Linked DNA regions of Mus musculus: all the other regions are linked to region 1. The links are chromatin contacts, called in public promoter capture Hi-C maps. All regions are on one chromosome and are shown on one strand. The core of a region is the stretch at or near the end of the contact, and the rest is flanking DNA. Distances in the headings are between cores, read along the strand shown. Region 1 holds the start of 1700003E16Rik (RIKEN cDNA 1700003E16 gene). Region 2 holds the start of M1ap (meiosis 1 associated protein). Region 3 holds the start of Bola3 (bolA-like 3 (E. coli)). Region 4 holds the start of Mob1a (MOB kinase activator 1A).

Evidence for each region. Promoter capture Hi-C pulls out the DNA fragments that hold promoters and counts their contacts. Capture Hi-C pulls out chosen DNA fragments and counts their contacts.
Region 2: a promoter capture Hi-C map of hematopoietic stem and progenitor cells shows a contact between it and region 1, with 6 times the contacts expected there. The contact joins the promoter of M1ap here to the promoter of 1700003E16Rik in region 1. A contact is called at or near these places in 7 of 39 promoter capture datasets (3T3-L1-derived adipocytes, embryonic stem cells, hematopoietic stem and progenitor cells and 3 more), 2 of 484 Hi-C or Micro-C datasets (CD4 T cells and embryonic stem cells), 8 of 115 datasets of contacts at active chromatin or transcription factors (the 230-238 cell line, bone marrow-derived macrophages, embryonic stem cells and 2 more) and 2 of 9 other capture datasets (adipose tissue and liver).
Region 3: a promoter capture Hi-C map of liver shows a contact between it and region 1. The contact joins the promoter of Bola3 here to the promoter of 1700003E16Rik in region 1. A contact is called at or near these places in 9 of 39 promoter capture datasets (the 3T3-L1 cell line, the C10 cell line, the HPC-7 cell line and 6 more), 8 of 484 Hi-C or Micro-C datasets (the N1E-115 cell line, Th1 cells, cerebral cortex and 4 more), 13 of 115 datasets of contacts at active chromatin or transcription factors (the 230-238 cell line, T-cell acute lymphoblastic leukemia, bone marrow-derived macrophages and 9 more) and 5 of 9 other capture datasets (adipose tissue, embryonic stem cells, liver and 2 more).
Region 4: a contact with region 1 is called in a promoter capture Hi-C map of pancreatic islet. The contact joins the promoter of Mob1a here to the promoter of 1700003E16Rik in region 1. A contact is called at or near these places in 18 of 39 promoter capture datasets (the 3T3-L1 cell line, 3T3-L1-derived adipocytes, the C10 cell line and 14 more), 1 of 15 datasets of contacts at CTCF or cohesin (the NIH/3T3 cell line), 35 of 484 Hi-C or Micro-C datasets (CD4 T cells, the N1E-115 cell line, Sertoli cells and 21 more), 33 of 115 datasets of contacts at active chromatin or transcription factors (the 230-238 cell line, CD8 T cells, the SCID.adh cell line and 23 more) and 4 of 9 other capture datasets (adipose tissue, embryonic stem cells, liver and 1 more).

Annotation. Positions count from the first base shown.
Region 1 is chr6:83,153,367-83,158,786 of GRCm38.p6, reverse strand. It overlaps 1700003E16Rik (RIKEN cDNA 1700003E16 gene), which reads right to left and starts at 2,383. Exons shown (of 4, transcript NM_027948.1): 1 at 2,197-2,383. The coding sequence starts at 2,214. Wdr54 (WD repeat domain 54) reads left to right here and starts at 2,408. Exons shown (of 11, transcript NM_001362119.1): 1 at 2,408-2,472; 2 at 2,542-2,612; 3 at 2,916-3,138; 4 at 3,247-3,309; 5 at 3,651-3,717; 6 at 3,812-3,865; 7 at 4,160-4,287; 8 at 5,170-5,270; 9 at 5,371-5,420. The coding sequence starts at 2,917.
Region 2 is chr6:82,944,795-82,950,214 of GRCm38.p6, reverse strand. It overlaps M1ap (meiosis 1 associated protein), which reads right to left and starts at 3,293. Exons shown (of 10, transcript NM_033079.2): 1 at 3,263-3,293.
Region 3 is chr6:83,347,446-83,352,865 of GRCm38.p6, reverse strand. Bola3 (bolA-like 3 (E. coli)) reads right to left here and starts at 3,390. Exons shown (of 4, transcript NM_175277.5): 1 at 3,312-3,390; 2 at 1,477-1,600. The coding sequence starts at 3,365.
Region 4 is chr6:83,323,928-83,329,347 of GRCm38.p6, reverse strand. Mob1a (MOB kinase activator 1A) reads right to left here and starts at 3,309. Exons shown (of 6, transcript NM_145571.2): 1 at 3,081-3,309. The coding sequence starts at 3,094. It also overlaps a transcript of Mthfd2 not described here.

The DNA of each region.
Region 1 (5,420 bases), core at 1,134-3,633:
CTGGGAAGTAGTCTAGTCAGAATTCACATCTGGATTTGTCTAGCTCCAAAACCTGACTCTTGCTTCCCAAACAAAGACATTTGCTAAAATATATAAATGAAAAACATGTTAAGATATTTTTAAAACTCATTTAAAAAGACAGAGAAGGAGCTGGAGAGATGGCTCAACGGTTAAGAGCACTAACTGCTCTTCCAAAGGTCCTGAGTTCAATCCCCAGCAACCACATGGTGGCTCACAAACATCTGTAATGGGATCTGATGGCCTTTTCTGGTGTGTCTGAGGACAGTGACAGTGTACACATATACATGAGATAGATAAAGAAAATGAGGGTTGGTGAGGTGACTCACTGGGTAAAAGTACTCATAGCCCAGCCTAATGACAAAAGTTTGATTCTCAGCACCACAAGGTAGAAGGAGAGAGCCATCTCCTTCAAGTCACCCTCCAGCCTCCACTCGTGCACTATGGCACACGCCCCGCCTTCACCCCACCCCACCCCAAATAAATGTAACAAATCATTAAAGATTCCTGTGACGGCTTGAATAAGAACAGCCCCATAAATTCCTATTTGAACTGTTTGGGAAAGACTTGGAGGTGTGGCCTTGTTGGGAGGGAGGGAGTAGGGGCCAGAGATGAGGTTTCAAAAGCCCATCATTTGCAGTTAGCTCTCTTTGCCTCGTGGGCTCTCAGCTACTCCTCCAGCACCATGCCTGTCTGTGCTCCCCTTCGTGATGCTCCTGGGTGCTTAACCGTTTGGAACCGTGAACCCCAAATTAAACACTTCCTTTTATAAGTTTCTTTGCTCATGGTGTTTTGTGACAGCAAGAGATAAGTAACTAAGAAAAGCCCAAAAGTAACCTAGGGACATAATACTTCACAAAAGAGATGTAGATAAGTAATAATAATAATAAAAAAAATTGTAAAGAGGGCCAGAACTAGGTGTGGTGGCTCACAGCAATAAACCCAGCACTCAGAAGCCTGAAGCAGCTGTCATGTGTTCAAGGCCAGACTGGGCCATGAAGTGAGACCATGAAGGAAGATGGTTCCTTCCAAAATCTACCTCCAAATATAAGTTTTTATCTATCTACCTAATTGTTTCCTATTTTATATTCTCCAATATTCATTCTCTCAGGCAATCCGGTGTCTTCTGTTCTCTACATTCTCAGTTCCTGGCCTTGAATTCCCAGAAACCAAGCGGCTGCCTAGTTCTCCATCTAAAGCTTTGCTTCCTTAAGCCCAAAGCCAACGCAAAACCAAAGAACCGATCCCTTAGGCCTCCCCCCACAGCTAGGACAGAGATGTGGCGTGCACTTAACACAAGAGAACAGAGATATTTTTTACTCTTTCATTTTCTCGAGGTCCTACCAATCTGTTTTATTTTTTAAAATGCCTTGACTTTGGGAGTAAGAGAGTTGACCCCACATTGACCGCTCTTGCAGAGGGCCTGGGTTTGATTCTTAGCACCCATGTGATGGCTCCAAACTGTAACTCCAGTTCCAGGAGATCTGATCCTCTCTCCTGGCCTCTGCAGGCATCAGACATGAACACAGTACACAAACACACATGCAGACAAAACACCCATATACATAAAATTTTTTTTTGACTTAAAGGTAATTGGTTTTTGACCAGTGAGATGGGAGAGTGTTGGTATGGGAAGAAGCTATGAGTTCAAAGGCAACCCGGTCTATATTGTGAGTTCTAGACCAGCCAGGGCTACACATTGAGACCTTGTCTCAAAATAAAAGGCAAGCCATGGTTGCGCATGTGATTCCTTTAATCACAGCACTCTGGAGGCAGAGTTGAGTTGGAGGCCAATATGGTCTATATAATCAGACTGTCTCGATTTAAAAAAAAAAAAAGTAATAATGATAATAAAGTAAGTTTTAAGGTCACCCTCACAGTTGTTTGATCCATTTCGTAGTCCTGAAATTGTCAAGATAGTGATTCATCCATCAGACCCTCTTCCTAGTGCCTCTGGTTTACCCACCAACACGGGTTCCTGGTCAGAAAGGAATTACTATTTGCACTAGTGGTTCAGCTGTTTCCGAATTCGCTTGCCCTTGGCCTGGTCCAGCCGTTGACCCTTTCCCTCAGGGACCGAGGTACAGGCATGCCCATCTCGAACCTAGAGCTAGTCCACTGCCTCGATACCGGCCAACCCCAGTTCTTGCGCACTCCCTAAGTCTAGCTGAAACTCACCGAGCCTTCGTGACTCATTTTCGTGACAGTCACTCCAAGGCGGTGTTTCAGCTGCCTTCAGGACCCTCCATCGTTGTAGCTGCAGTGGCCGCGACCCAACGGTCTCCTCGGCAACCAGGCCCCGCTGAGGGTCCCTGGCGTGGTCCACGGTTGCTTGGTAACCGCGTAGCTGCGCGCCGCAAGTTCCAGCCACAGGCCACGCCCAGAGGCCGTGCGTCGGTGCGTCGTCTCTATGGTGGCGGCGGATTTGGAGGGACCTTAGGATCGCGGCGTCAGGCAAGGCACACTTGAGGGTGGTGGGGGTGGGTTGCAGGTGTGACCTCTAACCTTGGCGTGGGCCTTCAGGTAGCTAAGCTGTGGGAAGAAGAGCTGGAGACCACATTCTGCATTTTAGCTGAGACGTTCCGTACTAGCAGGTATTTACATCATCATTCTTATTGCGGGATTCCCTGGTGGCTGCAACACTCAACCCTGGGGCTCTCTCCAGCTCCGTGGGATCCTCTCCTCCTTGTGACTACTATCCATCACTTTCCTCGGGGATCCTATCAATCAAGGGTCTCTCTCAGTGTCTCCTGGTTGCATCTCATTGTCCTTCTCCCCTGTCCCAGTGTCCCCAGTGGCCTTCTCCCTATTTGTCGTGCCGTGACTCTAGGACTCTCTCTCTCTCTCTCTCTCTCTCTCTCTCTCTCTCTCTCTCTCTCTCTCTCTCTCTCTCTCAGAATGTTCCGCCGCGAGCGCTCCATCCCACTTCGTAGCTCTGCCGCCGCCCTGTCTAACAACCTCAGTGTACTGCAGCTGCCAGCCCGTGATCTCACGCATTTTGGGGTGGTTCATGGACCGAGCGCCCAGCTTCTCAGTGCTGCCCCTGAGGGTGTGCCCTTGGCCCAGCGCCAGCTCCACGTTAAAGAGGGTGCTGGAGTGAGTCCCCCACTTATCACTCAGGTAAGGCAAGGAGTGAAAGAGGTGTTGCTTAAATCAGTGCGATCCTTGTTCTTGAATACCTATCCTCTTGACGCCTTATGTCCTCTTCTATGATGCGCGTCTCTCCAGGTTCACTGGTGTGTCCTCCCCTTCAGAGTACTGCTGGTCCTCACCTCGCATCGAGGGATACAGGTGAGAATAGAACCCTCCTGCCCTTTCTCCAGCGCCACCCCCACCCAATAACACTTTTAGATGTCACATGCGCAGCCCACTCTGCCTCTATTTTTCGTCTTCTTTTGTTCCATTTTCTTCACTCTTCAATTCTGCATCAGCAGTTTGCTTCTGTTATTAACTCTGTGACCCTTGGGCACGGGTAGCCTCAGTGTCCTCCTCTGAAAACTATGGATAAGAATAGTGCCTGCCTCCCAGAACAGAGTTTGAGGATTCCAATGGACTTACCTGGCTGGGTGAAGTGCCCAGAACTCAACAAGGGTCATCTGGATCTTGCTCTCATCCTTGCCCCCATCTTCCAGATGTATGAGTCTGATGGCTCCGTCATGGTTTATTGGCACGCCTTGGACTCAGGCGATGCTTCTTCAGGTACCTTCAGGACCATGTGGAGCAGGGGTGGAGGCTGGGAGAATTCGCTGGGGCTGGGGGAAGTGCTGTTTCTGAGAGCTGCTTTTGTATTCAGTACAGGCTATGTTTGCCCGAGGAATTGCTGCCAGCGTCCACTTCATCTGTGTGGGTGAGCAGACTAGAGACAGGGCTAGGGCCTGTATGTGAAGTACATGATTGTGGGGTCTCAGCCAAGAGGATGCTGAGGGGTTGACGAACTTAGGAAGAGTTAGAGGGAAGCTGGGAAGGAAGGGTATCAGAGACTCTGAAAAACATTTAGAGAGGGATAGTGAATGGAAAGTCAGGCCTGTGGGAGTACTGAGTTTATTACTAAGACTTCTGGGATAGAGGGGGTGCTGGCTGTGGTGACTGGAGACCCAGAGGACTCAGGAAGCCATCAGTGGGACACTGGTTCTGGCTGCAGGAACGTGTTCCGGTCGAGTACTGGTCTTTGATATCCCCGCTAAGGGTCCCAACATTGTACTCAGCGAGGAACTGGCTGGGCACCAGACACCAATCACAGATATTGCCACTGAGCGTGCCCAGGGGCAGGTGAGTTCACTTCCTCCAGCGGTTCTAGTAGCCTGGGAGACTCCTTCACCCTTGGGAGGCCCAGGCGTGGGTATTAGCAATGCTAATAAGCAGAAGTGTGGCTTTGGGTTCATTTGTACGTTCTTAGAAGCAGCAACCTCAGGTCTGGAGAAAAACATACTTTCCACTAAGTGGTGTTTTATACAAATCCCTAACTCTTCTGACGCTGGTGTGAATCCAGAAGTTGGAATCTACCATCTCCCAGACGCTGCCAACCTTGTAGCTTCCTTCCTTTCCTGGACTTGAGCTAGTGCCCCTATTCTGACCCAGTTCAAGGCCAGTCTTTCCAGAAAGCTGTCTCCCAATTTCAACTCCCTCTGACTCTCCCTTAGCTTCACTCTGAGTAGGCCCGACTCTCATAGAAAAAACTCTCTTCTCCCCACTTGTATTGTAAACCTCTTGGGAACAGGGTATGGGGTTTTGTCATTTGTATCCTTCGGAGCAGCTAGTATGTCTGCCTGACACCAACCAGGTCAAGAGGTCTAGGGACTAGTGATGACTGTGGCCCACTGCAAAACCTCCAAAAAGTCAGGACATGGTGGTTTTAGTCTTCCCACCCATCCCAAAAGGACAATTGTACATCCTCTTCTACTCCACAGTGGGGATGGGGGTGGGGGTGGGGAGGCAGCAGTTGTGAGTGCATACAAGGAGCTGCAAGGAGTCTATGCTTGAGAGACTCCTGCAGACGTGTCCATGGTGTGAGCTGGTGAAAGAGCCACCTCTCACCCTTTCCCTGTAGAAGCAGAGAGGCAGGCATGGCCACACCTCCCCTCCTGGTCTGGACTCTGGACCACATAGACTGTAAAGGGAAGAAGAGCTAACCCTGCCTGATTTCCTCCCCAGGATGGTGTTGCTGACATGGTGACAGCAGATGACTCGGGTGTCCTGTGTGTCTGGAGGTCGGGACCTGAGTTCACCTTACTGACCCGAATACCAGGATTCGGGTAGGAGAGGCAGACTAGGGCTATGGCCTTTGTGAGGTGACTTCAGGACAGGGAGTATGTTGGAGTCTGGAGAAATCAACATTGAACATTACCCTTGCAGGGTCCCATGCCCCTCTGTGCAGCTGTGGCAGGGGATCGTGGCAGCAGGGT
Region 2 (5,420 bases), core at 2,044-4,543, 210 kb after region 1:
CTTGTCTGATAGGAAATGGATTGTGATTCATTTCACTGAAAGTAAAGTATTACAAGATAGTTACAGGAAAGTATTACAAATAAACACAAAGCTCAAGATGAAATAAGACCAGGGAGATGACTCCATGGATAAAGTGCTTGCTTAACAAGCCTGACAACTTGAATTCGAATCCCTGAAACCCACCTAAAGCCAGACATAGCACACCTCACCTGCTAGCCCAGTTCTACTTTAACATAGGAAGCAGAGATAGAAGAACTCCCAGAAGCCTTTGAGCTGGTTTGCTCGGCATATGTATTATGAACAACAAATACACAAACAAAAATACCCTGTCTCACACATGATGGAAAGCAAGAACCAACATCTGAGGTTGATCTCTGACCTTCACACTCAAGCTGTGTGTTTGCACACACATGAACATGTACATGCACACATACATCATACATATATATATGATGAACAATATATAAATAATGAACAATAAAAAAGACAAAGATAAAACTAATTTTTTCCCCTCAGAAATCTTTAGGGCCCACAATGTACAAGAATCTAAACAAATGAGTTTCTTGTGATTACAAATTTCAAAAAAAAAATGGAGAAAAAAGGAATGAAATGATTGTGTGAAAGAGAATGGGTGTTAGCAGCAATGATAACGAGATTATACAGTTTATTCTGAATAAAATACCCTCTCTGTGTAGTAAGTTCTAAGAGTAAACTTAAGATATTCCTTGCACTGAAATTAGAAAATGCGCTGACAGTAGAAGCATCTCTTTCCTCTAAGTTTAGTAAAATGCTCTTGTACCACTGTGGCTGCACAGTCATTTTCAGATCTCACAGTAATCTACAATTGGAAGGCTATGTTTCAGGTGACGTAAGAGATACCTCTCCTCAGACATAGTCAAATAGTGCATCTGAAGTGTTTGGACCCCATAAACTCTCCTTTTATAAGAACATCCCCTGAATGTTTTTTCCTATGTAATGCGCTTAACCCCAGAGCTGGACTTGAACCATCCTAAAACAAGTTACTTTAGTACTAAAATCTCTCAATGGGCTTCAACTATGCTTGTATCAAAATCTAAAACTCTTCATCCTGGCTTCAAGTTTTTGTCTTTTTGTTTTGTCTTTGTGTTTTCCATCCCTGAGCCAGGCTTGAAGCTTGCAGCGGGCTGCTCACTCTTCAGGCTTCTTTCATCACAAACACATTCAGGTTCCAGCTCTTTGAATACTTTCTTTTCTAAGATTTTCTCACGAGATTTGGGTTCCTTTACATCTGTGCTGTGTGTTTATACCTCTAAGGACAGTTTACTGTTCTGTAAATGATTCAATTGTTCTCCCTTGAGTTGGGTTCCATTAAAATCTCTCTCTCTCTCTCTCTCTCTCTCTCTCTCTCTCTCTCTCTCTCTCTGTGTGTGTGTGTGTGTGTGTGTGTGTGTATGTGTGTTGTCAGAAGGGTGTTGTCCTGTGGGGGAATACTGGTCTAGCATGTGCAGGTCCTAGATTCCATCCTAGTAGCACAAACAAAACCATACTTTTTGTGGGTTTTAAGAATTTTTACCTTCATGGACACTATCCTCCATTTTTTAAAAAAAAGATAAATTAATAGTTTTTAAAAAGAGTCTTTAAAAAGTCAAGGTTTCCTCGGGGGAGAGGAGACAAAAGCAAAGTTTCTTTGACCTTCATAGCTCATTGTTTCCTTCTTACTGAAGAAGTTAAAACATGCTCAGTGAGTCACACCTGTAACCTTGGCTCTGGAAAGACAGAGGCAGAAATTGTTATGGTCTGATCTGATTCCACCAGCATAACTGCAGCAATTTTGTTCCATGCCTGACAGTTATTTCATATTGCTGTAATATGCCTGCCAGCCACTGACAAGAAAAAGAATAACTTGACTCAGAACAGGATCATGCTGATGACATACCATGTTATGTTATGTTATGTTATGTTATGTTATGTTATGTTATGTTATGTGGTTTGTTAATCTTAAGAAATTCTACAAAGCTTCACCTAGGACCCATCAAGTTAAAGGTCAATTATGAGTTGTTATGTCTAAAATACCTTGAGTCAGAGCTGGCCCACTGGGTAGTACTTCCTGTACTCATTATAGTTTTCATGTTTTTTCCCTTTATAAGCTAACAGACAAAGATGTCCATTGTTATACTTCAGATAATTCTGAGCTATGTCTCACATAAACTATTCTGCTTAACTGAGATCAGTGATTGTATGTTTTGTGTGGTGATTCCTGAACCCCAACAGAGATATCACCCTTAGTTCCAGACCAGAGACAGAAAGATAGACAGATGAGAAGAGAGAGGGACAGAGAGACAGAGTTAGAGAGACAGAGACAGAGATGGGGGGGACAGGCAGACTCCTCCCCCCACACACGACATTGAGGGGGAAAGAATGCATGCATGAATGAAAGAATGAATGAATGAAAGAATGAGAATGAATTAATTCTTCCTTCTGTCAGTCAGTCAGAGGGCTCTGGCCAGAGCGGGTCTTAGGCCTTGGGCCTCTCTAGTCCTGTCACCCCTCAAGCGACCAAGCCCTAGTGGACTTCACCGACCCAGCGATGGTGATGCAGTTCTCGGGCTGCACCTTCGTACCCGCCCAGATACACGGATCTAAGGTGTGTTCTCAAACCAACCTCTGAGGCGCAATTCTGACTCCCAAGCCCTTCAGTCTTTCCTTAGCCCAGAGGTCTGAAGACTGAACATTATTACCATTCAGTCAGGCTGTCTGGTCCTAGAGAGAGCGCCATCTCTGGGAAAGCTCACCTCGGGCACGGCCTCTCGAGGGAACTCCTCAGGAGATTACTCAAGAGAACTCCTTCAGGCACTGCCCCTCAGATATGGTCACCTCAGGCTCCGCTCCCTCAAGAGTCCACCTCAGATGCCTTCCCCAGGGCAAGTCCCTCAGGCTTTCCTGCTTGGTTACCCCTTCCCCAGCAAACAAAAGCAACGCTCTAGTGCTCCAAAGCTCCAGCCTAGAACCTAAGTCGCTCACTTAGGCAACTATTTTTCAATTGGAAGGTACGCCTCCAGACACCCGGTTGGTGTCCCCCCTCAGACCTTCCCTTCATGTTCCTTCAGGAGTCTCTTTCTGGGGCAACCCGTCAACCCCGAGTTCTGGTAACTCCCTCAGGCGAATTTTTTCTCAGGTACCTGCTGAAGAGAGTCCCCACTTCGGGCACCTTTCTCTGGAGTCCCTCTTCAGGTAGCACCCTCAGCGCACCCACCACTCCGTCTCAGAAGTTCCCTTCACTCACCTCAAGCTCAGCACCTGCACGCCTTCCTTCCGCTGGCTCAGCCTCAGAGTTCCTCTCTTATAGGGACCTCCCCTTGTAGCACCGCCCCTCCCAGAGGCTCCTCCCACTGAGTCTCCCGCCGCCTGGGCCTTCTTCCCCTCAGGCTCCTCAAGTTCAGACATCACTTTGGTGCCGCTTGTGGCCCCAGGGTGTGAGGCATCAGGCCATCTCACTGCACAAGGCCCCTCACCCGCGAGCTCCGGACCTCGGGAATCACTCAGCTTCATTCCTGGAGTTGTCGCTCAAGTTCTAGGGTGTCCTGAGAATAGTCCTCTAGGGTCCATGAGCAGTTGTAGATTTCAGAAAAACATAGTGAAGATAACTTTCTCTTCGTACCCCCCCCCCCCCATCAAACACAAGATCTACTGTGTTCTTGCCTTTAACTTTTCCTGTCCACAACTTTCTTCAGTTGGCCAACTCTTACTCAGTAACCCTGGTGGTGAGCTGTACCATGCAGTAAGCTATGATTTGGGTATGGAAGTGCACAAACAATGGCCATCGTGTCCCCTGTCCCCTCGTAAAAGAAAATTGCCTTTTTTTTTTTTTTTTTTTACAGTGTCTCTGTTTTTTGGTCTTACAGGTGCATGCCACCATGCCTGATCCAATGGCATTTGTTAATGCATTGCTAATGTATTTGTTAAAGTAATGTATGTCTCAATTTGGACTGTAGGAATACTAGAATTATTTTTACTTCTCTTAATCTTTCATGAAATAATTAAGGAAAATACTATTAAGCAGATATTCTAGGTGGGAGGCTGATATAAAAAGATTTTAATGAGTTACAAGGGACAGATTTAGAGTCTGTCTATGAAAAGTTTTTGAGGTTAAAAAAAGATGGCCTCATTGCTTCGTTTCTTTTGTTTTTGTCTTTTAAATGTTTATTTAGTGTTATTGTACGAGTATGAGTGTTTTTACCTAATTGCATGTCTGTGTGCTGAGTGCGCAGTGCCTGAAGAGGCCAGAAGAGGGCGCTGGATCCTCTGCAAGTGAAACTCATGTTGCTCAAGTAATCCTCCTGTCTCGACCCTCCTGAATATTGTGATTACAAGTGTGAGCACCACAACCTGGCTTAAAACGTATTTTCTTTTACTTTCCTTTTCCCTCTTCTCTTCCCTTCCCTTCCCTCTCTCCCTCCCTCCCTCCCTCCCTCCCTCTCCTTCCCTTCCTCCCTTTCTCGCTCCCTCTTTGCTCCCTCCCTCTCTCCTACTCTCCCTTTTCTTCTCTCTCTTCCTCCTAGAGATTGATGCAAAACAAATTCTTCCTCTGGCTATATCCCTAGTGCCCAACTTGAGCCTTTAAGCTTATAGAAACCAATTCTAAGGTAATTCTCAAAGGAGACAAAAATGTTCACGAAATCATTAATTACAAAGTAAACTAAAGTAAAAATAATCAAAATAGAGCAATGGCTTAAAAAATAACAATATATTCACTTATAGGATACTATATGGATCTTAAAATCTGGATTTATAGAAATTTTCGGTGGGATGTATTAAAATCAGAAGTGATTGAATCGATGTGGAAATAAAAGAAGATGGAGAGCAATCTTTACATGAGAAGAATTGTTCTTTGATCAGAACAAATGATTTCACGTTGTGTCGATCAATCCCGATCTAACATGATGGGAAGTGCTTTGGGTTCCAGGATCTGATTTTATCCTATCTACATACTAACAGCCTGTAGCTATACCATAATGATGTAAAAATCTCAGTCAGAAACAAAAGGCTTTGCTATCCGTGGCCCAGCAAAGGACCATCAGGTTATTTTTACGGATTCCTTTGACTGTCAAGTTCCATGGGAGTCATGCACTATGGAGCAGAAGGCTGCTGTGCCTGCAATGGACTTGAATGACTCTTGTATGTGTGTGTATGTATGTGCATATATGTATATATAAATATATAATATAGTATGTTATACAATTGACATATATGTATATATGTATGTATATGTGAGTCAATGTAACTGCAAAGATCTGAAGTTTGCACTAAGAACTATGCACTTAATTCTGTATGGTATTACAGATTCTTCACAGTTTTGGTAAGAATGATACTGCAAAAGTATGGATTCAAGGTAGATGGAAGGGAAACAAGAAAGCCCAAGTAGATCAAGCCACTCTAGTGGC
Region 3 (5,420 bases), core at 2,141-4,640, 190 kb before region 1:
TTCCCTTTGCAAGACCCCTCCCTCTACTACCCACACCTGTCGAGCGTGGGCAGGAAAGAGGAGGCACAAGGCCTGGGGAGCACAGAGAGGCAGAACAGTCTCTCCTAGAAAGCCATGGGAGGGAGGTGGGAAGACTGATTTCAGTAGTACAGACATATTCTAAGGTTCCATCTAAGCGTCTGGTGCGGCCCCACAGTGACTATCAACCTGACAGATGTAGTCTCACTTAGGAGACAAACCTCCGGGCATGTCCCTGAGGGGATTTCTAGATTGGAATAACTCACCCCTAAGCTGGCATCCTGGACTAAAGGGAAAGACAGTGAGCTGAGTACCAGCATCCATCCCTCTGCTTCCTGAGTGTGGATGCCATGTGAGCAGCCACTGGAAGCTCCTGCAGCCATTCTTTCCCACTATGACGGATGCCCTCAGAGCCCTCACTGACGTACAATAAAACAAAATGCTTTTTGTTTCATGTAAGTTAGAGTCTCACCTCACCAGACCTCATTGAACTACATTTTCTGAATTCGGGGATTACAGGCCAGCAACGGCATATCCGATCAATTTTACAAGTAATGGCTGGTACCTCAGGGGGAAGGGATGCCTCAGCATCGGCCCGCAGAAAGGCCCCTCCCACCTCGCCATATTGTGCTCTCCTGGCACTTTTTTCCTTCTTTTTTTTTTTTTTTAATAAGACACAACATCAGGGAATGTACATGCTAGGCAAGCACTCTACCAACTGAGCTATGTCCCCAGCACAATAAAAGAGACTTGTCAACGTCCTCCCAACCCATGCAACTGTGCTTTCAGGGAAGTCAGGGGACTCTCCTAGTAGTGGCAATGTAGAGCTGGCTCTTATCTAGCTGCTTGCACCTGTGTTCCTCTCTGGGTGTGTCTGGATAAGGCACCCAGGTCCCCTCTGCTTCTACGCAGAAGCCATGCCCCTAGCACAGTCCTGACAAACAGCCAGCCAGGAATTCAGTGGCCTGAGGAGAGGCCGGCCAGACTGGGCTTGGGGAGTCTGCCCTGAGTCCTGATTCTGCCTCTGGTTCTCCCACCTCCTTTGGCTGTATTGGGCTTGCCTCTTGGATAAAGTAGGGCAGCTGACAAAACCCAGCTTGGGCCCATTCGAGCCGTACTGTTGTAGGCTGTCAGAAGAACTGGGGTGGGCAGATTACAAGGCCCATCTCGTAAAGAACATGGCCCAAGCTCTTGATGCCTCTACAGGATCAGGCTTGCAGAGGGGCCTCGTCTGAGCAGGGCTAGTCTGGAAACCCAGAGTTCTCTCAGCTGGGGCTTGTCTTTGTGGTTCTCTGAGGTTTCTAAATCCTCATCTCCATTTGTCCCAAAGCAACACATACTGAGAAGTCATTGGGTCAAGTGCCCTCCTCATGGTCTCTTGATTTCAGCCTCTCCCCAGGGAAAAACTCTAAAAAACCTCAGCAAAGTGGTCATGGAGAAAACGGGAGAGAGCCTTACCTGAGATGTCTGTGACTTGAATAGCTGTGGCTCGAGGAAACTTTTCTTTGAGAACCTGGGTCACTTTGAGTTCCCCCTCCGTCTGAGAGGCAAACATTCGCTGCGCACAGTGCCACAGAGGGAGCTGGGAGAACACAGAGGAGGTCTGAACAACCGTGAGAAGGCACAGCGATGGTCCCTGCCCGAGCGGGGCGGGCACAGTACTGGGGCTGCTGGTGAGCAAGCACTGCTGCTGAAGGGGCCACAATCTCTCCTCAGACTCACCTGAAGGGCCAGAGCAGGGCGCTCACTACCTAGACTTTCAGGGATGTACCCTGGGTCTCTGTGGTATGTTTGTGTGTGTGAAGCTGCCCGTGTGTATGTGTTCACTGCAGTCAGAGGACAAGCACAGCTGTCCTTCTCGGGGATCTCGCCTTGTTTTTTTGAGACAGGGGCTCTCACTGGCTTAGAGCCCAGCATGTAGGCAGGGCGGCAGGCTGGCAGGCAAGCCCAGGGATCCACCTGTCTCGCACTCCCAGGATTGGGAGTTCAAGTATGTGCCCCCACACCTGGCTTCTGTTCTTAAATTTTTATTTTTAACTATGTGTATGTGCGTGTGTAAGAGTGTGTGCACATGGATGCAAGATCTTCAGAGGTTGGATGAGGGAGGGTATCAGAGCCCAGGACCTAGGGTTACAGACAGCTGTGAGTGGACTGACATGGATGCTGGAAACTGAACTGGGATCCTCTGCAAAATCAGGGAGCGCCCTTATCCACCATCTCACAAGGGTCCTAGGGTCACTCAGCCCATCCTTGTGATCCCTTTACCAACTGTGCCATCTCCCCAGCTCTCTCATTAGCCAATCTTAAAGGACAAGATGGAGTCTGTCCCTCTAGAGCAGCATCCCAGAGCTGATCCTCAGGCAGGTCCTCTGAAGCAGCGAATGAGCAGGTGAGAGGCATGGTCACTGGACATTAGGCCAAGATGCCTAAGAGATGGCTGAGATGCGGGCCAGGGGAAAGGTCTGGAGTTAGATGGTCTGTGTGCCGCACAAAGGAACGAAACCACGAGGCTGTGAGCCTGGACACATCTGCAAGGTTTGCCAGTGGGATTGCTCCTGAGATAGAAGCATAGCTGGAAGAACGGGATGGCAATGTAAAATCACTAAGAGCTGCAGAGTCCTCAAAGGAGGCGATCATCTTAGCACACCTATCCAGACTGACAAAAATCACACATGAACTGCCCTGGGCGTCCGTGCAGCAACAAAACTCCTCATGTTGAGTGATAGATTCAAGACCAGCAGGCAAATAAGGAGAGGTGGATGGGGGTAAAGCTAATGATGAGACTGTAAAGGGGAGAAAGAATGGGCTCTGTGGCTTACTTTATTCCAGGAGTTAGGAGGGATGTCATAAGTTCTAAGCCAGCCAGGGCTATAATTCGAGAAGCGGTCTCAAAAACCAACAGGGGTTGGACGAATTAGGAGAGCTCGCCCTGTGCTGGGCTTCTACTCTAGCCGGCAGGCTACAGAGAGTCAAGGTCAGAGGCCTGGTAAGCATACAATTGTAGGGTACAAGCTCGTCCCGAGTGCCCAGGACCAAAGCCAGGACTCGGGGCTATGACACCTATGTTTTCCTGTACATAAGGCAGCCTTTCCCAGGGTCTCTGTACTGTGACTGGTTATGGAACTGTCTCCCGATCCGCCTAAGTCCAGTAGCCCCCAGCACACCCGGTGCGATGCAGAGGGCAGGAGTGAATGAATGAGAACAAGGAAGGACCTCGGCCCTGCCCCGGGTCCCCAGCCTGACAACAGCCGCCCGAGCTCCCCCGCAGCTCCGCCCGAGCCCCGCCGGCTCACCCCGCGGCTCCCGCGCAGCAGAGGCGCAGCGGCCGCCGGGCCCCATGCCGCCATGCCCGGCGACGCAGCCCGAGGTCACGGTGCAGCCGGAAAGACGCGGGCACTGTGTCCAGAGTCGCCGCCCAGGCCGAGCCCGCCCCCTGCCGTCCGGAGGCCGCACCCGCACCACGGTCGCCACCCGGAACCGGCCGCACCTGCAAACATGGGCGTTCCCCGTCCTGCCTTGGCCTGGCTGCCACTGCAGGGTCCCCTAAATACCCCAGGTCGCACTCCTCCGCAGCCAGAACCCTGGGGTGCACAGAACAGGTTGCCCTCACCCCGAACATCCCAGTCAGTGCTCTGGGAAACTGGCTTCTTTCCTGATTGGAGTTGCTGTGAAAGTCTCAAGCCACCGGAGTCTTGTGTTCTAGAAAGGGCGGAGACTTTGTGAGGGGGCTGAAATTGGAGAGGGCAGACTGCTGCAATGGCCACTTGCCTGGGGATAGGGTTTGGCGGGGTATTCCAGGAGGGGTGGGAGTGGACATTTGTTTTGGATTTCTCTAAGTTCCAGGAGACACAAGTCACCACAGGCATAGTACGGCACCTCTAATCCCAGGGTTGTTTTGTGTTCAAAACCAGTCAGGGCTAAGGTGAGTGCCAGGCCGACTTTAGTTTTTAGTTCCTATCTCAAAACTAAAATGTGGTAGCTAATGCCAGCACTGGAGAAGCAATGGCAGGTCAGCCAGGGCTACACAGTGAGACCCTGTCTCAAAATCAAGCAAACAGAAAAATAAACCCTCCAGAAAAGGTAGGATTGGGAGTGCACTCCACGAGGGCTGAGTAACCACCAACCAAACCTAACTGGTTTACAGTGGGAGAATAAAAGCCCAAGTTCCATTAAGTCCTTGGCTTCTGCAGTAGTAACTGTTTACAGCCTCACATCTGGTGTAGCCTGCAAGAACTGTCCGCCTTTCGTCACTGCACCTGTGCCTATGCAGTCCGTAGCTATTGTGTGGCTTGGACCTAGAGTTGTTCTTTAAAGTGACCAATTAAAGTAGGCTTATTTATAGGCCCAGCATGGTGGCCCACACCTTTAATCCCAGCACTCAGGAGGCAGAGGCAGGTGGATCTCTGTTAGTTCAAGGCAGCAGGTTCAAGGGCAGTAAGGACCACATAGAGAAACCCTGTCTCGAAGCTAAACAAAGTGTTCATCCCTCCCAATGTTGAGTGACTCCTGTTACTAGCCCTCATCTCCAGATTACTTGATAGGCTTGATTCCTTAAACTTTATGGTTAGTGTAACTGGGAATAATTTATTAGCTGTTAAGTTTCCTCTTTTATGCCAAGAACACAATCAAAACTGTTTAAAATGTTTTCCAGCTGTATAGTGGTCCCTCTTTGCTACTCAAAGCACATGATCACATGAGCAGAACTGTAACTAGATGGTGATTGGTTTAACAGGTCATATCATCTGAACCAGACCAATGAGACACGGCTCCTGGACTTGGCAGGAACTACAGAAATTATGACTTACCGATGTGTTGCTCTGCTTGTAGAAAGCCTGGCACTGAGGGCAACCAGCATTGCCACCAAATACTTAGAGATGTACTGGCAATGAAGCGGCCACAGAAGAAAGCTGTAAGTGTAGACCTGTCTGTCATGCACACTGGCTTTTGCTTGTCAATCCTTTTCCATAGAACAATCACCTCCCCCCCACCACTGTCACTGAGAACGGCTGACTCTCCACTGTGCACTCTTACCGTTAGTTTCCAAGAGGTTGCCAAACCATTTGAGAGAAAAACGTTCACTCTCAAATCCTTCAGACTTCAGAGAAATAAACTTTCATGACTTCACCCTTACCTATCCACCTAGCTGGAATCTGAACGGCAGGATATGATATTGTCCTCACAGGTTCTGCCAGACATTTGGTCACACAATTATCTTTCAAACTATGGTTTCTGTCATTGAGACTTACCTCCAACCAAGCCACATTAGCACTACCTACAACTTGAGGCTTCTTAAAATTCTTAAATTTTATGTGTCTGGGTATTTTGCCTGCATGTATGTCTGTACAATATGTGCATGCAGTGTCCAAGGCCAAAAGTGTCAGATCCCCTGGAACTAGAGATAC
Region 4 (5,420 bases), core at 2,060-4,559, 170 kb before region 1:
TGTGAAGTATTACTTCTGTGGTAATGGGGAAGGAGATGGGGATGTGACTACGTGAATAAGACTAGCCCCATAGGATCATGTATTTAAATACTTAGGGAGTGGCACTATTTGTAAGGATTACGAGGGATGGACTTGTTGGAGGAAGTGTGTAACTGGGGCTGGGTTTGGGGCTTCAAAAGCCCAGTACCAGTCTGTCTGTCTCTTCCTGCAGTTACTCCCAGTTACTTCTCCAGCACCATGTCAGCAGGTATGCTGCCATGCTCCCCACCATGATGCCAATGAACTAAACCTCTGAAACTGTAAGCAAGCCCAAATTAAATGTTTTCCTTTGTAAGAGTTGCCCTGTTCTTGTGTCTCTTCACAGCAGCACAACACTAAGACAAGGAGGATCTCTGGAACTTGCTGGCTTCCAGCCTAGTGGGGATAAAAAAGGAGTTTCAAGTTCAAAAAGATACCTTGCCTTAAAGAAGAGGCAAAAAGTGATAGGAGGCCCCCAATGCCCTCTTCTATGATGCTCTGTGTATCAGGACACAGCATCACACAGTGTGTGCCTACTCCACACTCACAGATCTACATATATGAAACAAACAAGTAAAAATTTAAAAGTGTTAGTGCAGGAGCAACACACAAGTTGTTGCATAGGACAATCTATTATCCCCATCTACCAGAGCATTTAACCAAGCAGTTCGTGTGGGGGAGGACACACTGTAGATTCTAGTGCTTGTTATAGCAACATCTTAACAATGCAAATCTACTCCTTCCATGCACTCGTAGATATGGAGTGTATATCCACATCATGGGATGCTGTGCAGTAAAAATAGGTAATGTGGTATATATAGTCAAAGCATAGCTGAACACATTACAGAACCAAATTAGAGCAAAGTCTATTTTGGTAACCCATAGAAAGCACAAACAACAACAAAACAGAAAAAGCATTAAAATAAGACATATCAGAATTGTGACAACATCTAAAAGGGGAAGGGAACAGACTCGTGGACTTACACCTTACCTGTGAAAGTAAATTTTAAATAGTGTAAAAAGTAAAAAATTATGAAAGTACTAGACTAAATATCATACTTTATAAAGAACTATATACATTAGAAGGATCACCCCAGGAACACATGGAGACAGGAAACTGAATAACAGGAAACTGAATATGGAAAATTAACATTAAATGATTTCTTAAGATTCAATAAGATCTTCATATGATAAATTGAGGTTTGTGCTTCAAGGGCTGAAGAGATGGCTCAGTAGTTAAGAACACTTGCTGTTCTTGCAGAGGACTGGGGTATACAGCTCCCAGCACCCACATGGTGGCTCACAACCATCCACAACTCCAGTCCCATGGGATTTGATGCCCTCTTCTGGCATCCGTGGGTACTGGATGTACATGGTATACATACATACATACATACATACAAGCAAAACACTCATACTCATAAAATGAAAGTAAATCCTAAACTGGGTATACTGGTATACATCTTTAATCCCAGCACTCTGGAGGGAGAGCGAGGCAGATCTCTGGGAGGTCAGCCTGGTTTACATAGTTAGCTCCAGGACAGCCAGAGCTACATTGTGAAACCCTATCTCAAAAAAAAAAAAAAACCAAACAAGCAAAAAAAAAAAAAAAAAAAAAAAAAAAAAACTAAATAACTAAATAAATCTTTGAAAAATACACTTACATTCTTCTAATGATGCCATCAAAACAGTTAAAATAACGCTGAGGATGGAAGAAGTCACAGATGTAATGAGACACTCATATCCAAAATACATAAAGAATTCTTACAACTGAAACCAAAAAGTCAGACGGACACAACCACTGCACCATATACACACGTGGAAATGTCACAGTGAAACCCATTAATTTGTACAATTAACAGATGCTAACAAAATAAAGAACAATCTGATTTTAAAATAGGAAAAGGATCTCAATAAACTCTATCCACAAATAGTCTGAAAACACAAAATACAGACACAGACACACACACACACACACACACACACACACAAACGATGCTTAACATTGCTGGTCATTGGGAGAATGTAAATCAATAAATTCCACTTCACCCTCAGATCTATCAGTGGTAATTACCAGGCAGGTGTGAACTGAAGAATTCTGAAAACTCAATACAATGAGAATGGGATGTTAAATGCAGTGCAGGCTTTAGAAGGCTTGGCAGTGCCTCAAAGGCTAACATGCAAAAACCTCACTAAGACCCAGGAGATACCATCACACACACATACCCAAAAACCTATAACCAGCTGCTCACAGCAGCGTTATTCAGAATAGCCAAAGAGTGGGAAAAACTGTCCATCGGTTTAAGTTATAAATAAAAACTTCCATTTACCTCACCTGGCTGAAGAGCTATGGACAGTCCACAAGAAGAGTCAGGTTTTTCAGGGACAAGCTCAAATAGACTCATAATGAAATAGTCAGCTCTACACCCAAGTACATACAGACGACACTAACTGGATCCATTACGTATGTATGTTGTATAGACGTAATATAGAATATAGATAAGAGAACATGAATTTGAATGGGAGATGAGAGGGCACTGGAGGAGTTAGAAATGAAAATACGCATCTATTAAGTTCTCAAAAAAAATAAAAACCTTAAAAAAAATTCACATGTGGGCCGAGATGAAAGCACCCACCTTTAATCCCAACATCTAAGAGGGCTCGAGGCCAGCCTGGGCTACATAGCAAGACCATTTCTCAAAACAAAACCCCCACATTTAAAGGAGGCCTGTCCTAGTGGCCGAGGCTGTATCCTGGCTCCTTGGGAAAGCAGAGGCAGGAGGAGTCCAGGTTCAAGCCCCGCCTGGGCTAAGAGAAAAGTCACATTGGAAGGAGCAATGCCCTCTTCCCAAATGCAAACCTGTGGGAAGCCACTGAGAACCTGCGCCTTTCTTTCTCAGCCTGGTCTGGTCACCGAGGCACTGCACATTTTCCTGCGCTAGCCGATCCCGGGGCGGCAGGCCCGGAGCAGCCCTAGGTCGGGCTCCGCCCTCCGCTTGGCCCCTCGGCCCGGCCCTGCCGACCGACACCCGCCCCGCCCCGGCCCGGCCCGGCCCACTCACAAGAGGAAGCTCATCCTCGCTAGCCCGAGGGGCCGTGGCCCCCGCCCCGTCAGACTCGGCGCCGCCGCGGGCACCGGGAGGCAGAGGACGGTCCGCGGCTCTACAGGGCTGCCGAAGCTTCACGGCCCGGGTTTGGTACCGAGTTCCAGCCGCCGCGACCAAGCACCGACCGCGGGCTCCTCCGCGCTGCCTCCCACAGCTCCGCGAGCCAAAATGCGGAACCAAGAGGATCTCGCGAGACCGGGCTTCTTCCCGTCCCGCTGAGCTTCACCCTGCCCCTTCCTGAGCTCAGCCAATCAGTATTCTGTGGGCACGGGAGGGAAATGGGGCCAACTAGGCGCCGCTGTCAACTGTTCCGTGGCCGAGGGACGTCTGCCAGCGCTACTTGGTGACTGTTTCGCTATTTAGAAAAACTTGATGTCTTCTCCTAAAGGAATGCTATTCTGGCCACCTCGCCTGTTGATGGACACCTGGGAGGTTTCTACACACACACTGTAACGCTGCTATGAATGTCCATGTGCATGTTCCGTGTGGGAGGATATGTTGACACCAGGTGACACTATGGTAGAATGAAGAAAAGAGGGGGGAGAAAAAAAACCTGTGGAAATAAATGAAACTGCAGATGCGCAGTGGCAAAGATCCAGTATTTTGCCGGTGGTTTAAAACCATTTGAATGCCACCTGTCACATTAATGTCATCAATTTTATTTTATCAACTTTTGGGTTCCTGTTTGTTTGCGTGTTGTTCCTTGGTTGAGACAGGATCTCAGGTGTTCCAGGCTGCCCAGGCTGGTTTAAAGTTTACTATGTCGCCAAGGATGACCCTGACCTCCTGACCGTCCTGCGTCTGCTTCCCAGGTGCGGGAATTACAGGCTTGAGCTACCACCTGCCTCCTTCTATTAACTTTTTAAACCACCTTTTATACATTTGTATTTATTAGTGTGGTATGTAGTAGTAGCTGGTTCTCCTTTTCTACCTTGATGGGGGGGGGGGCAGCCTAGGTTATCAGGATTATTCAGTAAGCTTTTTCTTTTCTTTCTTTCCTTTTTTTCACTAACTTCTGTAAATTTGTATGTGATTTAGAGTATGTGCCTTGATATATTTTTTGAATCTTTTGTTTGTTTGTTTTTGGTTTTGTTTTTTGTTGGTTTTTTTTGTTTGTTTGTTTTCCTGGTTTTTTGAGACAGGGTCTCTATGTAGTCCTGCTGTCCTGGAACTTGTTTTGTAGATCAGGCTGGCCTCGAACTAACAGATATCTTCCTGCCTCTGCCTCTTGTCCTTTTATTTGTTTATTTTTTTCATAAGTATATTTTTAAATAACATATTATTAAGGTTTGAGTCTGTGTCCTTATGTTTATATCAAGTCAGGACAAGCATGATGATACACAGCTTCTTTAATCCCAGCACTGGGAGGTAGAGGCAGATGGGTCTTTGTGAGTTCATGGCCAGCTTGGTCTGCATAGCATGTTCTAGGACAGCCATGACTACATAGAAAGACTCTCAAAAATTATATGTGTGTGTGTATGTATGTGTGTGTATGTATATATATATATATATGTATATGTGTGTATACATATATGACATTATATGTATACACACACATATATATATATATGTATATAACTATAAAAATATGATGTGAGAGGCTTGATTAAGAGCACTTAATACCTGTATAGTATAGTACCTGAGTTCAGGGTCCAGCATGCACACTGTCTGTAACTATCTGTAACTTCATTTCCAGAGCATCTAACACTCTCTTCTGACCTCCACGGGCATCAGGCATACATGCATGTCACATGCATGTAAGCTGGCAAAACACTTATAAAATAAAAAAAAATCTTCTTTTAAAAAGGAAAAAAATGCTGGGTGTGGTGGTGCACGCCTTTAATCCCAGCACTCGGGAGGCAGAGACAGGCAGATTTCTGAGTTCGAGGCCAGCCTGGTCTACAAAGTGAGTTCCAGGACAGCCAGGGCTACACAGAGAAACCCTGTTTCAGAAAAAAAAAAAAAAAAAAAAAAAAAAAGCAGACTAAATGAACTCCAGGTTTGTTGTTTGTTTGGGGCTTTTTTCCATCTTTTAATGAAATGATTCTTAAAATTGTAGAATTATTAAATCTATGAGGAAAAAACTTATTAAAGACACTTCTCCATATGTCCAGCTTTAGGGAGAGAAAGCCTTAGGGATTAAGGTGTAAATCTTTGGTCAATATTTAAAGAGGATATCAATACAATCCTCTAAGGAGTCAAAGATAAGGTTTCCCAGTGAGTAAGGGGCAGGGCAATTTGGTCTCCACCAGAACAGACAGCAGCCAAACACACACTGGGGTGCTTTGCTCACTC